Regions from separate parts of the Sus scrofa genome. Here region 1 is linked to region 2. The links are chromatin contacts, called in public Hi-C maps. All regions are on one chromosome and are shown on one strand. Each heading gives the region's core, a stretch centred on a gene start, on an enhancer-like site or on the middle of the called end of the contact. The rest is flanking DNA. Distances are from core to core; before and after follow the strand shown.

Region 1 (4,400 bases), core at 370-2,869, 170 kb after region 2:
CCTTGGGGGGATGGGGTGCCCCGGGACTCTCTCCAGCCAGCCCTGGGGGCTCACCCTGCACAAGCAGGACACCCTGAGCTGTGTGTCAGACCCGGGTGCCTGGCCAATTGGCTGCACAGACGTAGGTGCCCCAGTGCTAAACCGACACATCAGAGATCATGGGGTTCCCAGTGCCCAGGACTTGGATGCCTTCTGATGGGGCAGCTGTCTGTGGGGAGGCCAGGGGTCAGAGCTGGGGAAAGGCAAAGGGCTGGGGGCTCTGGGAAGCAGGGCAGGGTGGCTGCGCACCCAGGCAGCGCCAGCAGACTAATGGCCATGGGTGGCCTGTGGTGATGCACTCCAGCACTGCTGTTCAGTATACCTTGAGAGTCAGGTTCTGAGGCCCAGACAGGATCTCGAGTTCCTGCAGCAGCTGTGGGGATCCCACTGCGGGGTAAAAACAGCAAGTTGAGGAATCAGGAAACAGAACTCTTCCCACTGCACCCAGGCAGGGCCAACATTTTTTTAATTTTTTAAAAATAAAATGAAAGTTTCTCAAGGACTGGTATAAAGTCTTCCACATCTTTAAGGCTCCCTCAAGGCCTAGAATACTATTTCACTCATTCATCCTGCCATCATATATTGAGGGCCTACTTTGGGCCAGGCACTCCTCAGTTTGTCTCCCATAAGCTCTAGTTCAGGCTATGGACTACCTTGGCCAAAAGGGTTGTATTCCCCCTGGTCAGACTGTTCAGTGAGCTGGTCCATATAATAACCCTTCACCTTTCCCTGGCTAAACCCTTCCACAGGCATTATACTCTGAGTGCCACATGCATCATCCCCCTGAAAAGCCTGTGAGGCCAGAGCTTTTATTTCTCCAAATTTACAGATGAGAAAGCCAAGTGCCATGGAGCTTAAGTAACTTATTCAACATCAGAGGGACTAGCAGAGGTGGGACTCAAATCTGGCACTAGACAGCTGACCGCATACCCCTCCTGCCACTGTGCACTCAGAAGTCTGGGAAATTCCGTATCCTTGCTTCCTACCCAGGGTAAGGCCTGCCCCAGAGAAGTTGCTTTAGGAATGAATGGTCGGGGGCCTCAATCTCCAGCTCCTGTCCCGGCGGAAGAGTCTATGCTGACCCTGGCCCCTTTCCGACATTTAGGCAGCCCACGAACCCTCAGTTACTGGTTGATCCTCTGCTCCCAACAGGTACCTGCCTCTTCTCATTTGCCTGAAGCTCTCTGGCCATTTATTTCCCTGCTTCCACAGGCAGCAGGATGGAGGACCTGTGCCTGCCCGATAACTTGGCACTTGGCCAGGAGCCCTGATCATCATGGAAGCCTAGCATCCTGCCCTGCCCTCCTGCTCCAGATGGTTGATGGGAACAGGAAGTAGAAGGCCAGAGGAACCCCACCCAGGCTAGGCTTTTCTCGCTACTCTCAAGGAGGGGGCCCTGATTCCCCACCCTGCTTTCGGTTTTGAGGTAGTCCAGATCAGAGACACAATAGATGCCCCCTTTCCATCTTCAGTTTAACAAGCAGCCTTTGGTGAAATTCTGTCAGAGGTTTTCAAAGTCCACGTGGAGGCACCTCAATGCTTGCCCAAGATTCACTAGTTAGCTATACCGTGGGGCCCCCTAGTGGATGATTCAGGCATGCCTTCCTCTCACATCCCCATTGGCATCTGGGCTTCAGACTCTGGCATCAGTCTTACCTCAGTTTCCTGCTAGGTGCCAATTCTTCTTAGGCTCCTCTGTGACCCTTACCTTAGGCCCCAAATTCTCCCGCCCCACTTGGTCTGCATTTGGGGTCATTTTTGATGTCTCACCTCAGGTACAAAGCTATTTTCATCCTTATCCTCAGGAGGAAACGTGCAAACGTACACACATGAACATGCAAGCAACACCCCAGCATCCACTCCCAGCTAAGACACAGAAGCCCACCACTCTACACCCATCAAGGGCCCCCACTGCTCTCTGGATCAAGTCCAAATTCCTTTTCATGAAGGGCCTCACCTACCTTACCCACACCATTTCTTTGTTACCCTGAATTCTGCCCATTCTATGGAACTGCAGCATGGAACTGCCTGCATGAACCGTGCTTTTCTCATCCTTGAACTTTTGCACAAGGCAGTGCCAGGGATGCCACCCTCCCCACCTCTCTGACCTTGACCTACCTCCCTGCTCACCCTTCAACACCCAGCTTGGTATAGCTTTCTCCCAAGGCCCCTGACCACAGCCCAAGGCTGGGTTAGAGGCGTCTGCCCTGGGTTCCCACCCCACTTCCCTCTCTATTCAGTTGCAAGCTCTGGGAAGCTATCGATGCACCCAGCCTGTTCTATCTGCTTACTGCTGTATTCCCACACCCAGCACAGTCCTCATGTACGGCCAGCGTGCAAAAGTATCTGTACCATATACAACCACATCAGCCACATCCACTCCCAGTGGCACCAGCTCTCACACCCTCCTCTCTGCCCAGTGCCCATTCTGATTCCCTAGCCCTTGCTTACCCTTCAAGGTCAGCTGAGCATCCTGGCTGTGGCAGGCATTGGCCACATTTCGTGCCATACAGCAGTAAATGCCCATGTCAGCCTGGCCCACACTGGTGATGTGGAGGATGCCACCAGGCGGCAGCAGCATCACCCTGAGGATGCAGAAGTCAGGGGTCTGTGGTTGTGTGGTGGCCCACAGCCTGCCACCCCGCCACACTCCTGGCTGGTGCTCACCGGTGATGGGCAGTACTCAAAGTGGTGCCATTGTGCTCCCAGGAAATGGCAGACTCCGGCACCCCCGGATCAGGCACTGGAAGCAGGTGGCCCCACCCCCTCCACCTCGACTGACTCTGGATGTTGGTGGAAGCGTGACAGACCTAGGGCACAGGAATAACCTAAGCACCTAGAGAGCCGCCCCAGGCTCTGCCACCAACAATTCTGTCCCAGAGCCCCAGCTCCCGCTCTGTGCCCATGGCTGCCACTTCCTACTGACCACTTGCTTGCACCCTTGCAGTCTCACATCTGTGGTTTTTGTTTTGGGGTTTGTTTTTTTGTGGGTTTTTTGGTATGTATGTGTGTGGGGTTTTTTTAGGGCCCCACCTGCGGCATATGGAGGTTCCCAGGCTAGGGGTCGAATTGGAGCTGCAGCTGACAGCCTCACCACAGCCACAGCCACGTGGGATTTAATCTGCGTCTGCAACCTACACCACAGCTCACAGCAACACCAGATCCTTAACTCATTGAGTGAGGCTAGGGATCAAACCAACTTGATCTAGTTGGGTTTGTTACCACTAAGCCACGATGGGAACTCCTGTGGGTTTTTTTAAATGTCTGATTTTTGTGGGCCATAAGCATTTCGCCTTTCTCCACAAGAAACATTTTTTTTTTTTTGTCTTTTTGCTATTTCTTGGGCCACTCCCACGGCATATGGAGGTTCCCAGGCTAGGGGTCGAATCGGAGCTGTAGCCACCGGCCTACGCCAGAGCCACAGCAACGCGGGATCCGAGCCGTGTCTGCAACCTACACCACAGCTCACGGCAACGCCGGATCGTTAACCCACGGAGCAAGGGCAGGGACCAAATCCGCAACCTCATGGTTCCTAGTCGGATTCGTTAACCACTGCGCCACGACAGGAACTCCCAAGAAACATTTTTTTAATTAATGAATTTTATTACATTTATAGGTGTACAACAATAATCACAACCAAATTTTATAGCATTTCCATCCCAAACCCTCAGCGCACATAAGAAACATTTAAAATTATGTTTTATAGGGAGTTCCCATTGTGGCTCAGTGGTTAATGAATCAACTAGGAACCATGAGGTTTCAGGTTCAATCCCTGGCCTCGCTCGGTGGGTTAGGGATCCGGTGTTGCCATGAGCTGTAGTGTAGGTCGCAGATGCGGCTCGGATCCCGAGTTGCTGTGGCTCTGGTGTAGGCCGGCAGCTACAGCTCCGATTAGACCCCTAGCCTGGGAACCTCCATATGCCGCAGGTGCGGCCCTAGAAAAACAAACAAACAAACAAAAAATATATATATGTTTTATAATGCCTTGGTATCAAGACAAATGTAATCCAGTGCTGTAATAACTCATTATTATATATTCATTATATTCTTTTTTTTTTTTTTTTTCTGGTCGAGCCCATGGCATGTGGAAGTTCCCAGGTCAGGGATCAAATCTGCACCACAGATGTTACCCGAGCCACTGCAGTGATAACACCAGTTCCTTAACCCACTGCACCACAAGGGAGCTCCTCTTCTGGTTTTAAAGAAATTAAAACTAAAATCAGTTTGTGGGTCTCTGAAAGTACCTTGGGCCCTAGGTGCTGTGAATACTGCATCAATTCAGTGCCACTTGGGCCCATCCTGGGCAACTCTATGCCCCATCAGTGCCATCTGTGCACTCTAGTCCCCCTCACCCATTGAAG
Region 2 (4,519 bases), core at 1,551-4,050:
TAATTTCTTCTGTACAACAAAGTGATTCAGCCACACATGTACACACACATCCATTCTTTTTCACATTCTTTTCCCATATAGATTATCACAGAGTATTGGGTAGAGTTCCCTGTGCTATACAGCAGGTCCCCATTGGATTTGATAATATTATTATCCTCATTTTACAGATTTGGAAAGTGATGCCCAGAGCTATTAAATTGTCCAGGCAGTTTCCACTGTGGCCGATTAAAAATCTGGTGTTGTCTGTGTGGCAGCTCGGGTTCAATCCCCAGCCCAGCACAGTGGGTTAAGGATTCTGCATTGCCCAGTTCCGATGCAGGTTGCAGCTGTGGCTCATATTCAGTCCCTGGCCCAGGAACTTCCATATGCAATGGGTCTGGCCAAAAAAAGAAAAAAAAAATTGTCCAAATTATGTTACTAAACTGCCTTCCAAAAAGATTGTGCCAATTTACATTCCCACTTCCTTTCACCCACGTTTTCACCAGCACTGCCCTTCCAAGATTTCTAATCTTGGCAGCACTGACACGTCTGACAAGGAATGAGAAGAAGGAAAAAAAATGAAGGCCCAATCATCATCTTCTTCAATAATCCTCAAAAGATTAGAATGTCCATTTGTCATAACGGAGGGATGAAGATGACCCAAATGGCACTGGGGACGTGGTTAACTCCAAAGGAATGGAATAGTTCCAGTCAAAAGTGTGCTGGTAAAACTTTAACAACTGGCTTTATGGAGGCGAGCCCTGATTTGCTGTCTTTGCTAATTTCGGTGCTGTAAATACTCTCACTATGACCAGTTTTGGACTACCAATGTGACATTATTAAACACAGATTTGGGAAGAGATAAGCATAGTCTGTTCTCATGAGCCAGTAAGAATTGGTTCTAGGAGTTCCCTTGTGGTACAGCAGGTTAAGGATCAGTGTTGTCACTGCAGCAGCTGGGGGGTTGCTCCTGTGGTGCAGCTTTGATCCCTGGCCTGGACATGGCCAAGAAAAAAAAAAGAATTGGTTCCAACACAATACTGCTGGGCAGGAAAAACCTCTAAAGAAGTGACATTTAAGCTGAAATTTGAAAGACAGGGAATCAACCTAGCAACAATCTGGAGGGATATAGTATTTTAGGCTGAGGGAAAAGCTTGTGAATACAAAACCAAGGCCAGAATGAACCTGCCAAAATTGGGAGGTGGAGGGAAGGCAGTGTTGCAGAAGCTCTGAGAGCTAAGGAGAGAGTACTATGAAGATGGGGTTCCAGTGAAAGCGTGTATGCACCAGATTAAATACAATTTAGAGAGGTGAACAAGAATAAGATATTGGCGGGGATGAAAAGTTCAGATCCAGACAAAATAAAATTAAACAAAAATGAACTGATAGAGGAGTTCCCACTGTGGCTCAGTGGGTTAAGAACGAACTAGTATCCATGAGGATGCAAGGTCCATCCCTGGCCCTGGTCAGTGGGTTGAGGATCCAGCTTTGCCATGAGCTGTGGTGTAGGTTGCAGACAAAGCTTGGATCTGGCATTGCTGTGGCTGTGGTGTTAGCCGGCAGCTGCAGCTCTGATATGACCCCTAGCCTGGGAACCATTTGCCATGAGTGCAGCCCTAAAAAGACAAAACAAAGAAACAAAACAAAAAGAACTGATGGATTTTCAGAACAGTACATGAAAACTGAAGAATCGTTTAAAGGACCAAGGAGAGATAATTTGACCAGAGAAGAGAAGTAAAGAACACTCAAGCTTTGTCATGAAGCTTGAAGACATAATGGATGATGGGATAAAGGACAAATGGGGACTGAATAATTGTATTTGAGAAGGGACAAGCATCGGCACAGAAGGTGACAGGAATAAGTGACAAAGATGCCCTCTCAACCAGTGCATCGTACAAGAACTATTCTACCGACCCACTGTAAGAAAAGCAGATATTTTGAAGAATTTTTTCCAAAGGCAAAGATAAACTAGTTTCTTTATAGCCATGTTCTCTGCATTTCAGCTTCCAGGTTGCCAAGGCTACACATTCACAGTCTGTTCAGTGAGGTGTTAGGAGTATTGCCTCAGGGCTGTGTTAAAAGATCCACATTCATCAAAAGAATGAGGCCAGAGACTTGTGGTCTCCATCTCTGTCTTCTTGAGCTGGCTTCTCAGAGAATTCACACACAGGGTCCCAGAAGGAAGACTGTTCAAAATGAAGCTCCAGAATGTATCTAGGTGAAGGGTGCGGGTGCACGCAGCTAGGGATGGAGGTGATGGTGGAAGCGGGGTGGGGGTGGGGGACTGATTCGATGGTACTGTTAATTTCAATTTTTCACTCTGTGCCACCAGGGGGCAGACTGACTCAACAAATAGCCACCTACTCCAAGCATCCCGCTTTTTTCAAATGAAGTTGGGATTCTGAAACTAAGGGCTTGGAACAATAACACCAGAATTCTAGAACTGCCCCTTCTAGAAAATAGAACGGTTCTATTTTCCTTGAGTCGCCCCTCCAAAAATCCCCAATTTTTGCCAACTCCCAGCGTTATCCTAGCCTTCACCCTTATTCCCCCAAACATTCCCTTTCCTTCCTCTTCCCCTGGTCATTTTGATTACATCTCTACTTTACTTCCCCCTAGCCTTCCTGGCCTCAGTCTAGAAGAATGAAGTCAAAAGAGGGGAACGATGGCAAGCCAAAAGCTGGAGGAATCGATTAGAGAAACAGGCCAACGTTGCTCCAGAAGGGAAAGCCTGGAGAGCTGAAGGTTGGGCTGGCTTCCTCGGCCCGCAGAAAGGGGTGGGCGGGCAGGGGGTGGGGCCCAGAGGAGGGCCGCCTCTCCTTTTTCCCGGAGCCTGGGCGGAGAGGGAGGAAAACTTCCTGGCCTGGGCTCCCGGCCGCTCAGTCGGCCACCCCTCCAATCCCGCCTCCCGGTGCCCGGCGCTTCCCCACCCCTCCCCCGGCACCCCCAGTGTCCGCCATGGCCAAAGCCTACGACCACCTCTTCAAGTTGCTGCTGATCGGGGACTCGGGGGTGGGCAAGACTTGTCTGATCATTCGCTTTGCAGAGGACAACTTCAACAACACATACATCTCCACCATCGGTGAGCCCACTGGCGATACCCTAGATCCCGACTCCCCCCGGGGCCCTCATCTTCAGGCTCTGGGGTTACTAGTGGCCCACAACTGCCTCCTTAGAGTCAGGCTTCTAAACTCCAGCCCCTCAACCCCTGTCTCAGACCCGTCCCCCTTATGCGTCTCTGGATGGCACCCGGACCTCTAACCTCTCTGAGACCTCCAGATAACTGCTCGGTGGTGCCAATCCCTGGTTTTCTTGGTGCCACCTGTCTCCCTTGCCTTCCCAAATCCACACGAAGGCCATTTTTCTCTCAGCTCCTGTTCCCCACCCCCACCCACCTAGAACTCTTGACCCCTCTCCATGTTTCCTGTATACACTCTCCTTGAACATCTGGCTCCCAGTTCTGCTAACCTCTTTCCGTCCTCCTGAGTGGCACACTCTCCCAATTGCATCCCCATCTTACGGTCTACTTTCCACCCTCCCTGCCTCTCAACTTAGTAGGGGGTTGGGGAGGATGGAACGGAGTGGCCGGGTGTGCTGGAAAGTGGCCCAAGGACTGTGATCATGAATATCCAATCAGCCTGGTGAGGAAGGTGGGAGTGAGGGGACTTTTGGGGTCTCTGAGTCAGCCTGGTGACTCAGCCTCCTCCCTGGAGCTCCCAACAGGCTTGGGGGAGGTGCACAAGTTTGCCCTAAGGACACTGTTTCCCCCCTCCCCTCTCCTGGTTCTGGATCTCTGGCCTGGGAAATAAGACAAGGAGAGTCTCAAGATAATCCTGGTTAGAAAGGGGAGGGGAAAATGCCCCTCTCTCCTAAGTCAGTCTCTGAGGGAATCTTGTTTAGCCCCAAGCTTTCTCGGTTGCAAATTTGGTTTAGGAGTTAATTCGCATAGATTGGCATCAGCTACCTTTTTTCTCGCTCTTTACCCTTAGGGCCAGGAGGGTAGGTGGGAGAACCAAGAGTAGAGGGTTCTAAGAAAACAGAGGAAAAATCTGAAAGTAATATTTTGGAGGAGACAAATTGAATTAAGACAGTTGTCAGCTGACATGGCTGAGTGGACCCAAGAAGTGCCTTAAACGCCTTAAGACTCCCAGCAGAATTTTCATCGCCTTCCCCCACAAAATCCATAAAATCAATGTGCTTTACTTTTGATTGTAAAAACAGTATGTTTGCTCTACACATACAGCTTTGAGAAAATCCTCCTCGTTTTGCACTGCCTCCAAGATTGCTTCCCAAGTGCCTCCCTGCAGAATTGCTGGCACTGCTCCTGCTCGATTCCTGTCTATCTCACCACACACTTTGACGTGCATATACATTCATGTCTCAATTTCAGTGTATATTCTCCACCCTTAGGAATTGATTTCAAGATTCGCACTGTGGATATAGAGGGGAAAAAGATCAAACTGCAAGTCTGGTGAGTGAACCTCCCACAGGATTTCTTTTCTTCTTCTTCTTTTTTTTTTTTTTTTTTTTTGTATTTTTA

What was found. Hi-C and Micro-C count contacts between places; a contact is called where the count stands out from the background.
Region 1: a contact with region 2 is called in a Hi-C map of subcutaneous adipose tissue, with 3 times the contacts expected there. The contact joins the enhancer-like site here to the promoter of RAB13 in region 2. A contact is called at or near these places in 4 of 5 promoter capture datasets (fetal liver, fetal skeletal muscle, liver and 1 more), 33 of 47 Hi-C or Micro-C datasets (adipose tissue, alveolar macrophages, blood and 16 more) and 2 of 2 datasets of contacts at active chromatin or transcription factors (alveolar macrophages and skeletal muscle).

What each region holds. Positions count from the first base shown.
Region 1 is chr4:95,871,967-95,876,366 of Sscrofa11.1, forward strand. No RefSeq gene overlaps it. Among named protein-coding and RNA genes, the nearest start is that of SLC27A3, 29 kb to the right of the region's middle. Within about 2 kb of position 1,620, at least 24 of the 83 cell types and tissues checked have an H3K27ac peak or open chromatin away from gene starts, as enhancers often do. A contact at or near this core is called in adipose tissue, alveolar macrophages, omental adipose tissue and 2 more, where this site is marked.
Region 2 is chr4:95,702,293-95,706,811 of Sscrofa11.1, forward strand. RAB13 (ras-related protein Rab-13) reads left to right here and starts at 2,801. Exons shown (of 8, transcript XM_013997080.2): 1 at 2,801-3,061; 2 at 4,390-4,450. The coding sequence starts at 2,938.